Regions from separate parts of the Mus musculus genome. Here region 1 is linked to region 2. A link is a contact called in public HiChIP or PLAC-seq data. All regions are on one chromosome and are shown on one strand. The core of a region is the stretch at or near the end of the contact, and the rest is flanking DNA. Distances in the headings are between cores, read along the strand shown. Region 1 overlaps Veph1 (ventricular zone expressed PH domain-containing 1). Region 2 has its middle 48 kb from the start of Ccnl1.

Evidence for each region. HiChIP or PLAC-seq counts read pairs in DNA pulled down with a chosen protein or histone mark.
Region 1: a CTCF HiChIP or PLAC-seq map of the NIH/3T3 cell line shows a contact between it and region 2, with 22 read pairs. The contact joins two enhancer-like sites. A contact is called at or near these places in 8 of 39 promoter capture datasets (the 3T3-L1 cell line, cranial neural crest, hippocampal neurons and 4 more), 1 of 15 datasets of contacts at CTCF or cohesin (the NIH/3T3 cell line), 5 of 484 Hi-C or Micro-C datasets (cortical neurons, embryonic fibroblasts, muscle stem cells and 2 more) and 1 of 115 datasets of contacts at active chromatin or transcription factors (fibro-adipogenic progenitors).

Annotation. Positions count from the first base shown.
Region 1 is chr3:66,078,470-66,084,787 of GRCm38.p6, reverse strand. All of the region lies in intron 12 of Veph1 (ventricular zone expressed PH domain-containing 1), which reads left to right. Among named protein-coding and RNA genes, the nearest start is that of Ccnl1, 120 kb to the right of the region's middle. Within about 2 kb of position 4,712, at least 81 of the 459 cell types and tissues checked have an H3K27ac peak or open chromatin away from gene starts, as enhancers often do. A contact at or near this core is called in the NIH/3T3 cell line, embryonic fibroblasts, fibro-adipogenic progenitors and 2 more, where this site is marked.
Region 2 is chr3:66,003,450-66,009,818 of GRCm38.p6, reverse strand. No RefSeq gene overlaps it. Among named protein-coding and RNA genes, the nearest start is that of Ccnl1, 48 kb to the right of the region's middle. Within about 2 kb of position 2,003, at least 42 of the 459 cell types and tissues checked have an H3K27ac peak or open chromatin away from gene starts, as enhancers often do. A contact at or near this core is called in the NIH/3T3 cell line, embryonic fibroblasts, fibro-adipogenic progenitors and 2 more, where this site is marked.

The DNA.
Region 1 (6,318 bases), core at 3,463-5,962, 72 kb before region 2:
GGGGCCCAGGGAGTAAAATGTTAAGGTTTGTATATGCCCAGGGAGTGGAACTATTAGAAAGTGTGGAGTGGGTGTAGCTCTGTTGGAGTAGGTGTGTCACTGTGGATGTGAGCTTTAAAACCCTCATCCTAGCTGCCTAAAAACCAATATTCTGCTAGAAGCCTTCGGATGAAGATGTAGAACTCTCAGCTTTTCCTGCACCATGCCTGCCTGTATGCTGCCATATTGCCACCTTCATGACAATGGACTGAACCTCTGAACCTGGAAGCCAGCCACAGTTAAATATTGTCCTTATAAGAGTTGCCTTGGTTATGGTATCTGTTCACAGCAGTAAAACCCTAACTAAGACACAGACTTAGAGTGACTGTGAACAAATACAAGCAAAGCACCATGCTATGCATGCCAGATGCCTGCTTTCATTTAGCCAATACAACAATATTGACGTAAAGGCTGCATCTCTGGGATTTTCTCCTCCAATTTGAGGATTTTATGGATTTTATCAATTTAAAGGTAGCCATTGTGGCAAGTCTGTCCTCCTGTTAACTGCCAAGATGTTGAGGCTGAATCTTAAAAACAAAACAAAACAAAACAAAAAACAAAAACAAAAACAAAAACAAAAAAACAGTGTTTGTTTGACCAGAGATGCTAGGGACTCACAGAGAGGTACCAATTAAAATGCATTACCCGGAGGAAGAGGTGCAGAAGGTTGAAGCTGGCGGGAAAGGATGGGGCATTTGTGATGCACAGATTGTGAGCTGATTACAGAGTCTGGATTAAGGCCATGCCAGAGCGAACACCTCAGTTTTTCAAAAGTTAATTCAAGCAAATAAGAAATTGGGGAATTGAATGCCTGCATTGTAAAATGTTCTAATTAGAGCTTTACCACACATATGCAAAAAGACAGAGCATCAAAGATGCTTCATTTGAAAGCACGGTGCAATGTTATCTACCTCTCTTAGGTGACTCTGAGAGGACGCTTCAGAGGGTCCACTCCAAGTGAGCTAAGTCCTTAACTCAATAAGTACCGAGTCAGGCTGACTGAGGGAGGCCCCAGGAAAGGGGCTAAATGGTACAAGGCGTTCCTTTAATATGTATTTTCTCAAATTCGCTGCCACACACTTGAAAAGAACATTTTGCACATCACTGTCTTATTTGTTTTTCCCACCATGAAGCACAGACTGGGAACACAGGCTGATAAGCACTCTAACAAGGCCAAATACTTTACAGCAGAACATATTGGATCAAAATGTTTAGCCCTGAAAACTTCAGTGTGTCTGAATTTCTTTGCTCATTTCCTTGGGCTACATGAAAGAGGATTTGAGACGGAGAGAAATCCTCTTCTAAACTGTAATTCTCACATTCGTGAGCCCCTGGAGAGTTTATATATGTTGTTGATTTCATCTTCTTTTTATATAGGCACATAAATTATATATTTGATCTAAGCAAAAGGTCTAGCGTCATCCTGCAGCCAAATGTATTCTTCCGGGAGGCGGCATTTGCATTCCTGTTGCACTTAAATTCCAATGTGAAAGATGACTAAGACATACAAATGAACATGTTCATGCTGTGGGCATGAACAGTCAGCCTAATTGCAGCCCATTATTCACATATGCAGTGTGTGCCTTGCACATGGGCTGTGTGTCTTCTACAGGGTGCCTGGAGACAGAAAGATGAAGACAGTAAGGAGCCTCTGCTTTAGAAGGGATCCACAATCCAATTAGAGCTAAGAGCATTCTATGAGAAAAATCTTGCACCCTTCTTGTGTTCCTTAACATACCGTAAATACATACTGAATGGATGAATGTGTACATAATATTTAGAAATGGCAAAGTCAAAAATTCCTTGATATTAAAATGCAGTGCTTCAAGACTGTGAAGATGATTTAACCATATCAAATACACATCACGATACCATAGTTAGGGCATTGAGAGCCTGGTAAGAGAAGTTTGGTCCTGTTTCTTCCATAAGAGAACTCACCACATTAGAAACCAAATGGCCAGCCTCACACCTGGCTGAATTATGTCCAGCTGTGTACTGTGCACAGCCCTGGGCTCTATTTGTGCCTGCTTTGGGTCAGATTCCCTGCCAGCTGTGAGAGGAGGACTCTAAAGACGGTTGGATTGGACTCTTGTAGGAACCAGGATCCAGAAGGGATTGAGGGAGGTGGAGTTGTAAACCCAGGAAACAAGACTCCGGAGACCAGCATCCAGGTGCAGATCTGCTCTATTGCACAGAAGCAAGCATTTTTAATATAACCTTTGAACCAATGGAGAATTGACACAAAGTCTGTAGTAGCCAACTATCCCATTGTCACTATGGGGAGGTGCCAGGCTGCCAGTGCCCAAGGGGACTTCCGTAAAGACAGGGACGCAGCCAGCACCCTGTTCCGGATCCATTCTGAGGCTCACTAGTTTTCAAGGATCCTTTGTTTGTGTCACTTGGTATGCCAGTGGACATGGGCACTTGTACTATTAGGGAGGTATGCTCAGCCTCTCTCATCTTCCACCAGGCCCCACCCAAGGACCACAGCACAGATTCTAATAGAAATGACTAAATAAGCTGATTTTTGCATTTTCTCCCACAGGGACTAACTAATAATACAGTAATTGTCCACATATAGTCTGTGTTCCAATATTTTTTAACTGCTATCCAGCCTCTCCATAAATAAGGAACAAATCATAAGTAAATTAGCCATCAGGAAAGAAATTCAGAAATATAAAGTATTTCTTAGAATGTCCAGACTAAGGCTCTACTGCTATTTCAGAAGCCAACAGTCATGAACTAGCTTGTATTGTCACCTCACATACGTCCTACTGGTAGATCTGGTATTTTCTTCAAGATAAGCTGATTTCAGAAATTGAAATTTCAACCTCTAAAGCCGGTCCAAATTAAAACATGGAATTTTAGAAACCCCTATAACAATTATTCCACAATGTTCTAGTGTGCAGTAAAGACAAAGGAAGTTTAATTGTTTAGCTGTGATCTTTTTCTCTGACTTGTTTTACAAGAGCGGGAACTTTGATGTGGTAATCAGTGGGTAATTGTTCCATGTGGCCCAATGATTACAACAGAAACTATTTGCAGTCCAATAGCTGACTCAGTTCTAATAGTCATCTTACAAAGGTACAAAGCAGATGATTTCCAAATCCCAGAAATAACTCAGAAACCCTCTGAGACCTGTCTGCTGACCCCACAGAACCCATTACTCCAGTTAATGAGAGAACAGAGGTTGAGCAAGAAGATGTAGCCAAACGTAACTGACTTCTGGAAAACGATGCAAAGCCTCTTTACAGCTGCCAGTGAGTCTTGGAACCGCAGGACCTGTAACAGTAAAAGAAGGCAGAAGGCTTCCCTGGGGCTGTCAGGACTTACAGCCTGCCACTTTTTTTTTTTTTTTTTTTTTTTTTTAAGAAGGAGAAGTAGGTCATGGCTCTCACTCACTCTTGCCGCCTAAAGCATGTGAGGTGACTTAGTTCTTGCAAAAAAAAAAAGGGGGGGGGGGGCGGGGGGAGAGGAGAAAGAAGGAAAAGCTCAGAATTTTGGCACTCACATCCTCCATAAATCTGAATAATCCCCAACAGAGTCACTCTCTGAGTCATTTGATATTTAGAATTTGAATGTGGTTGTCAGTAGAAGTCTCCCTGGATTCTAAAAGAAAATGGGAGAATTCCTTTTTGAATAATATTGTATCATGATTCTTCTGTAGAACTGATTCTAAATATTTGCTGTATGAGAGCATGCTGCCCTTTCTATCACACAAACAAACAGTAGGGGTGTCTAAATACAATCAGTGTGGAGCGGCCTTCATGGTGGTGAGGTTAGCTTCAGACACCAAAGACAACTGGGGGCTGTGGTGTGGCTCTCCTTCTGTGCACACCATTCCTGTGGGCCAGATGCCTTTCCATGCCAAATGCCATGAATAGAGCCAGTTCATATGCCCACAAAGAGCTTGAGAGTCCACTAATGTGAGACTTCACTATTTAATTTTGTAGAACTGCACAACGAAAGAACCCATTTTGGATTTATGCAGCATTGGGCCTGTCTTGTCTCTTTCCTCCTACAACACACATTTGAGCACAGGCTTCTATGCTAAGTATTGTTTGAGTGCCAAAAACAGCACAACAGTGTTGAATACCCTTCACAGATTGTATTACCCACAACACTGTAGTACACAACTTCACAGATCATATTATATGCTTTGGTGACTATTGTGTATGGGATAATTACATAAAATTGAGCCTCAGCTTGTTGTTCTGGTACTCTGAATTATCCATAAGGATATAAACACGTGCTCATCAACCCAGATAGTTGATCGTCCTAAAATTCTATCCCATTCTTCCTCCTCATTTTTTGACTTCCAGCTCTATGCAGCACCACACACATACACACACACACACACAGACACACACACATATACACACATACACACACACATACACACATACACACACACACAGACACACACACACATACACACATACACACATACTCACACACATACACACACATACACACACACACACATACACACACACACACACATACACACACACCTCTACTCTAAGGCTGGATAAACTCTCCTTCCCTTTGCTCTTTCTGTCTCTGCCAACATGTCTGCATTGCATGTGGCGTATTTACATGAGTCTTCCCCCATGACAGTAAACTACAAGGGAAACCATGTATTGGTCCCGGCCTAGCACACAGCCGTGTGTGACACACACTGACAGATAGGTGGGTGACTAAGCAGTTTGTGAGTCATGTCAGCGGCTGCATAGCCAGGATAGAAAGTTGGAATTGTTTCTGAAATACAGAGTTTAGAAGGTCCCAGCATTTTCAAGACTAAAGCAGGAGGATTGTGAGTTAGAGGCCAGCCAGGCCTACCTTGGGAGATTCTGTCTCAAAAACAAAATCTGATGTTTTACTGACTTTTAAATTAACTATTTTTAGTTGGTATACAAAATAATGGATCTCATCATGACATTCTCAAACATACCCATCATTGTAACTTGCTCATGTTAACCTAGCTAACCTCCCTTCACCTCCTCTGGCTTTGTTGCTCTCCCTCCTCCCCAGTAGTTTTCTCGCCCTCCCCCTCCCCCTCCTCCTCTCCCCGTTCCCCTCTCCCTGTCCCTCTGTGTGTGTGTGCATATAGCTTTATTAAAGCTAGATCTTCCTCCTTTCCCAATAGTAGTCCCCCTTGTGTGTGTGTGTGTGTGGTGTGTGTGTGTGTGTGTGTGTGTTTGCTTGTAGGTTTGTTAAAGCTAGAATATATATATAAATATGTATATATATACACTTTTCTGAGAATAAAATAATTTTCTTCTCCTTCGTGTCTAGATGGCACTTTCTTCATCCATTCCAGGGTGCCTCCACAGTGTGGCTGTTGGGAACACTGCAGTAATAAGTGTGCTGTGCGGCACCTCTGACGGATGCTGACTCAGCTTTCCCTGGCTGTATGTGGGGATCTAGTTAATGGTCAACCTTCCCTTGAGGGCTCAAACTTTAGCACCACTTAGACAAAATAAAACAAACACTGTGACAGCAGCACCGCACGCTGAGCGAGACTGAGAAATATACTTGAAATCAATATAATCCCACTAGTGACCACAGAGCAGAAAATAGCAAAACTCATGTCAAGTGTATCATGAAGTTAAAAGTCTATAGGGTAAATGTAGAACCAGCAAATTAATGAAGCAAAGGAAAGGATGCAGAGTGTAACAGGGGTTAAATCAATAGAGGGGAAGCAGAAGACAGGCAAGAATGTTGTCAAGAGGAAGAGAAAGAAGGGAGGGGGAGGATAATAAAGGGAAAATATTTATCTAGGAAAAACATTAATAAGTATGATGGTGCCATGAAGAAACCCCTTATTTGCATGTTAACCTAAAATGTTAATTTAAAGCAATGAGAAAATTAAAAATATAAGAAGGGGAACAAAAACTAGAAACATAAAGCTTTTTTAAAAAAAGATAAAATTAAAATGTTACTCAAAGTGCAGTAAAGCAAAAGGTGGAGGGGCCACAAAGAAAGAGAAAGGCTCACCCAATAGTTATGAAAAATATTCAACATAATTAAGTAAGTAAACGGGGAAAAAAAATGAGAGCATAAAACCTTAAAAAAAAAAAAAAAGCTAGAGAAGGGCTGGAAAGTAGGTGGAGTATGTGTCCAGTGTGAATGACCCAGGTTCCATCCCAGCACAAGGCGCAGTAGCACACTCCTGCACCCCACCACCTGGGAAGTGGAAGCAGGAAGACAGATGTTCAAGGTCATCTTCCATTACCCAGTCAGTTCACAGCTGGAGAGGAAGTGGAGGGGTGGGGG
Region 2 (6,369 bases), core at 754-3,253:
CAGAGTTTTGTTCCTAGCACCTACACCTAGTGGCTTAGAACTACTTATATATAACTCCAGCTCCAGGGATCAAATACCTTCTTCTCGCCTCTTTAGATACTTGTATGTGCACATACACATGCTGACATACACATAAATAAAAAATAAATCCTGAGTGGGGTGAAAAAAAGAAAACAAAAGAAAGATAGCCTCAAAATAATTTACCCAGAGACTAGAAAGATGCAGTTACCAGCACTGGCTATTCCTCCACAGGACCTGGGTTCAAGTCCCAGCACCCACATGGTGATTTACAACCATCTGTACCTCTACTTCCAGAGGATCTGATCCCTTTTCTGACATCTGTAGGCAACAGACACGCACATGAAGAATATACATACATGCAGGCAAAACACTCATACACAGAAAATGAAAATAAATAAACTTTAAAAGGCGCTTTTGGAGTTGCGGAGCTGGCAAGACAGGTCAGTGTGTAAAGGCACTTGCAGTCCAGCCTGATGACCCAAAGCCAATCCCTAGGATCTACACAGTGGAAGATGAGAACCAACGCCCAAAGTTGTCATTTGACTTCCATGCATGCACTGTGACATGCATATACTCGTGTGCATGTACATGCACATACACAGACACAGACACACAATTTTGAAAGAGAGGGGAAATAAGAGAAAGAGACACCACTTCCAAGCCAGGCTTAGCATGCCTGTAATGCCATCACTCAGAGGCTGCAGAATTCCAGATCCACTTTGACACATCGTCTCAGGGGAAAAAAAAATAGAATTAAGTAACAAAGAGAAACCACTACTTTCAAATCTACATATGGGTAACCTACAGAATTTGACAGAAGAGGCAGTGCATATGAGAAATTCAGAAACTGTCTCCCCTACTTCTCCACATAGAAAAAAAAATCCCAAAAAAATATAAACTTACCATTTCCTACTTCTCATAATTCTATGACATTTTCCCACTGCCTAGTTCTGAAATTCAATCCTTCAGAATTCCTAGTGTGTCCCACATGGTTGAATGGAATGTTCAGCATTTTTTTATATAATGCCTCATTAGGCAAGAAATCAACCAAAATAGGCATTTATGATGGTCTCAAAGTGCTCTCATTTTAAGTAAATACACACACTACACATTTTAATAAACCAAACTTGTAAGCACAGCTATTCCAGAGTAGCCACAGGAGACGGGTTCCAGGACCCCTGTGGAGTCCAGAGGCCACAGATGCTCAAGCCCCAGACATTAAATGCTGTGGTGTTTGAACAGAATCTATGTACCTCCTCCTGCCTACTTTAAATTATCCTCAGGTTCCTTCTAATAGCTAATGCAATAGAAGTCATCCATTATACTGTATTCTTTAGAGAATAATGATGAAGAAATGTCTACACAAGTTTAGTGCACACACAACCGTAGCAAGTCATGACTACACAGTATTCAAGCCACCACTGATCGATTCTGCAGATATTGAAACCCTAGAGTTTAAACAAGCTTGGAACACTGATGTCTAGCCAATGTATTGCAAAAGGCAGTGAGGCCTAAATCTGAAGACAAATAAACTGGGAGGTGGCTGAAATCATTATAACTAGAGGTTGGCTTTCTGTTTAATGAAGTAAATTGTCTGAAGAAAGAAATGGAACGTGGTGAGGTAGAGCCTGACTCATGGACACTTACACCAGCCACTTGTGGTGTTTGCTAGTTAACTGAAGCCAGAAGTGACAAATCCCAGGAAAGGCTAAAGGTGGTTAAAACATGTAGGAGGACTGACAATTAATGAGAAAAGAGAAAAGAAATGGGTGTTATACCACCTAGAAAGAAAACAATAGAACTAGAGGCTGATTCATAATAAATTTCAATTTACAAAAGTATTGAGGAGCCAGGGACAAACTCCTCACCCGTGGAACCAGCAGGGATGTTGTCAATTTCAACACAAGAAACTAGACTCAAAACAAACTTCATGATAATGGGAATCTGGCAACTTGTAGCCTGGATGACTAGAGTATGACTCATGTGACCACTTGAAGCCAGCTTGGGAACACTGAAGCACAGAATGAACATGGGAAAGCAAGTCCAAAAGGGTGGAATGGAGATGGATTCCCTGAGAGGACTCCTGAGGAGATATGGCAGGTGTCTCCTGGCCTGACCTGGAGTAGACTTTCTGAGGTGCCTCCTAACTCCACTAGTTCTTCCAAAGACAAGGCTGGAAGCAAGCTGCTTTGCCCCAGTGTGTCCTCAGTTCTCTCCTCCCCCACTTCCTTCTGCACACACACCCTGTTCTAACTACTCCTTCCTTCCTTCTTCAGCACCTTAAATGTCTCTTTTTATCTCCCCTTCCTTTCTCCCATTCAAACACCAGTTTTCAGCCTCTTTCTCTTCCCACCCAGGCACTATGATGAGATGGAGATACAAAAACACTCATGATAAGATTTTATGAAACATTGTAACTAGTACACCAAGAGGATGGCAGAGGATGGCAGCTGTGCTGGCTGGGTTTATGTCAACTTAACACAAGTCAAAGTCATCCGTGAAGGGGGAACCTCAGTTTAGAACAGATCTATAAGATCAAGTTATAGGCAGTTCTATGGGGTCTTCTCTTAATTAGTGATGGCTGGAGAAGGCTCAGCCTGTAGTATCCAGCTTGGGCTGGTGATCTATAAGAAAGCAGGCTGAACATGCCATGGGGATGTAGCCAGTAAGCAACATTTCTTCCATAACCTCTGCATCAGTTCCTGTCTTCTGGTCCTGCCCTATTTGAGTTCCTGTCCTTACTTCCTTCAGGGATAAGCAGTGATGGAGAATTGTAAGCCAAATAAACCCTTTCCTCCCCAAGTTGTTTTTGGCCATGGTGTTTTATTGTAGCAATGATTACCTCAACTAAAATAGTAACAATGTATCTTTCTATAAATGATACAAATTCCCATGCAGCCTCCTATTCCCACCTTTGAAGATAGTAGGATCCAATGAGATGAGAGAAGGATTAACTTGCCAGTTAGGAGACAATCAGTGCCAAGGCATGGTAGCACACACGTGTAATCCCAGCACTCAGGAGGCTGAGGCAGGAAGATCGTAAATTCCAGGCTAGTCTTTATTTAAATATCCTCTTCCAAACACATACACAGACAAATCACAATTTAAACTCCTCTAAGGCTCTTCTCTTTTCCTTCACAGATAAGGGCTGTCATATGTGGAAGGGGTTATATATCTCTGATGATGTGACTAAGGGAGACAATTACTCCAGTGCTATTAGAGATGTCCCCAATGCAGTTGGTGGATCTTGCCAGTGGCATTTAGCAAGTTCCTTTTTGGAAAAGTTGGGGGCTTCAAGGGTAATTGATCTATCTTAGCCCAGGCTGACTCTGGTCGTCCTTGACATCTGCCTCCTCTTCGGCTGCCAAAAGTACCTGGCAAGTGGCAAATGGGCTGGGGGATGGGAGGAGAGCTTATGCCACCTGTACCTAACAGAACCATAGGAAGACTCTGGTTTCATCCTTGACATGTGCAAGAAGTTCCAGGAAGCTGGAGAGATGGCACGGTGGTTAAGAGTACTTGTTCTTCTTGCAAAGTCCAGGTTCAGTTCCCAGCACCCATGCAGAAATGTACAACCATATGTAATACCAATTCCAGGCCTCTGTGGACACCAGGAATCCACACAGTGCACTTACATACAAACAGTTAAGACAACTAGCTATATACATAAATGTAGTATTTATAAATAAATCATTTTAAAAATAATAACTGTGACCTCGAGGCTTCTCGAGGCTCTGTTTTGACCCCCTCTCTCTGCTTATGTGCTGCCTTTAACCAGTTCTAACTCAACCTGGTGGGTTGCATTTCAGGTAATACTTTGGGTTGATACTTTGAAAGACTTTAATTTTTTTTCTAAACTGTGTAGTAGAACACTAGACACAAGCCTCCGTGCTCTGTAGGCAGCAAGGTTCCACATCTCTCTTCTCCTCTGCTCTCCGTCTTCTGATCTCTGAGAAGATGAAGTGGAATGGAAGGTGGAGAGGGAATGATTTTGTTCTTACTAACTTGTAGGTCTTAAATAATGACATGCCTAAAGTGAAAGAATAGAAAATTTGTGACTAGGAGCACCAAAAGCTTCACTATGCCTCTGAGCAGGAGACAAGCAGGACCTCAGGACTGTCACAGCGGGCGCCATGGAAGTTACAGGCGACTCCCCTCCAGTAGGGAAGACTCCTCCTCAACGCTTCTTCCGGATTCCTTTTACAGAACATGTTACTGTTCTTATCACTGACCTTGTGTCAAATGCAAGGTGACAGAAAATGTCCCTCCTGCCATCTTGCAAGTAGTGTGTGCATGTGTGCACATGTTCCTATGTGTGGGGATGTCCATGTGCAGGAATACATGTATGCACATGCATGTAGCCACTCAAGGTTGATGTCTAACTGTCTTCCTCAACCACCCTCCACTTTTTATATTGAGAAAATATAATCAGAGCTGAATCAGAGCTCACCATTTTGGCTAGTCTGATTAGCCAGCTTGCTCCAGGACTTCTTGTCTTGGCCTCCTGCGTGCTGGGGTTATAGGTAAAAACACTCCTGGCTTTTCCCGTGGCTTTTGGGGAACCAAACTCCAGTTCTCGTGCTTAAGCAACAATAGCCTTAACCACTGAGCCATTCCACAACCCCTTCATATAACTTAATCTTTGCTAGCATGTTGCAATTCCCTTCTGATTGTTGAAAGCAGATAGTGCCAGGTGTGGTGGCATAGGTCTGTAATCCCAGCACTTGGAAGGTAGAGGCAGAAGGATTCCCACAAACTTCAATACAGCTTGGTCTACATCGTGTCAGGTCAGCCAGGATTACATAATAAGATCCTGCCTCAAAGACTGGCATCTCCTTGATGGATGAAATGAGTTGGCCAGCAATCACTGAGCAGCAACACTACACGACCTTCTAGATTAGTACAAAAGAGCTGTGACTCCGTAAGAAGAAGAAATGGGAAGTTACATTCGTCGATCTATAAATTAATATTCTTTCTTCTTACTGAATCAAATACTTCCCCAAATGTTGCTCTTTTACTGAGCAAATGTGTCTTCTCTACACATTTAGCAATAACTGAATCACTTTCCCTCAACTTGACTTCCTCTTCTATTCCATCCTTTATCATTCTGATCAGTATCTTTGCCACAACGACAGTTCTGGGTCAATGAATTCAGCTACCACAAATGTGATTCATATCGTTAGCTAAATTTAATGTGAGCAAGATTTGGATTTTATAATTTTCTCAATATGCAAAGCTCTAGACGTGTCCAAAAATCTTTGCCCTGGGAGATTTTTGGTAATATGTATTTAGTAGACTATTTAAAAAACAGAAAAGAAAAAAAAAGGTTTTAAGAGAGAAACCTTGTATGGACCTCTGCAGAAGCATCAATTGAATAGTAAAATGCTGCCTCCTTCTGGATAAGTTGAATTATACATGAGAAACCTGTAAAACTGATGCAGATATAGGGGGAGAGATGAGACACTTTTAAAAGAATTTTTAATGTAAAAAAAAAAATAGAACCTGAAGAGTTAATGTGGAAAAATTATCTAGAGTCTGCCTTTGAAAATATACAGCACCTAAACCAGATATCTCATGCATGAGGCTTTGTTACCAAGAAATAGGGGGGTTAGTCTCACTGATAAAGGAATTTAAGGATAGTACAAAATAGCTTGAAGACAACTTTATTGTTACCAGGAAAGGCAAGCTATACATCTTGGAGGCTGCCTGTTGGAGGAAGATGGAGCAAAGAAAGAGAAAGTGCCATGTGGCTTGAGTGAAGCCATCATGTAGGCCTGCTATATGGTAGATAAACAGCCACATAGTGGGAAGGGAGGGAGTTCCAGAGGTTGGAAAGATGGCTCAGTGGTTAATAGTACTGCCTGCTCTTCCCGAGGACCAAGGTTCAATTCCCAGCACCCACATGGTGGCTCCCAACCCATTACTCCAGTTCCAGAGGATCCAACACATTCTTCAAGCCTCCCTTGGCAATAGGCAAGGTGGTGTAGGATGCAAGATGGTCTACGCATACATGCAGGCAACACCCATACATACAAAATTAAAACATTTTTAATTGAACTTCAGACTATAAGGAAACCAGGCTCCTAAAGAGGAAAGGAAGAAGAAAGAAAAAGTTGCGTTTTTCTGCGAAGCTTACTCTTCTGAGTAAGACAGACTCACAAAGCCATGTGACAGCAGCTCTGTAAGCTAATGCACAAGGGTGACAACTCTAAGAAGACTTAGAAGGTTCATATATCTTTCTATCTCCTTAGCATGGCTTAAGCTGAACGCATCTTTCTATGGCATTGGTCCCTTGGCCAGGTGATGGGTGGTGCTATCTGAATTAAGCCTTAAGGGAGGTGTCTTAGT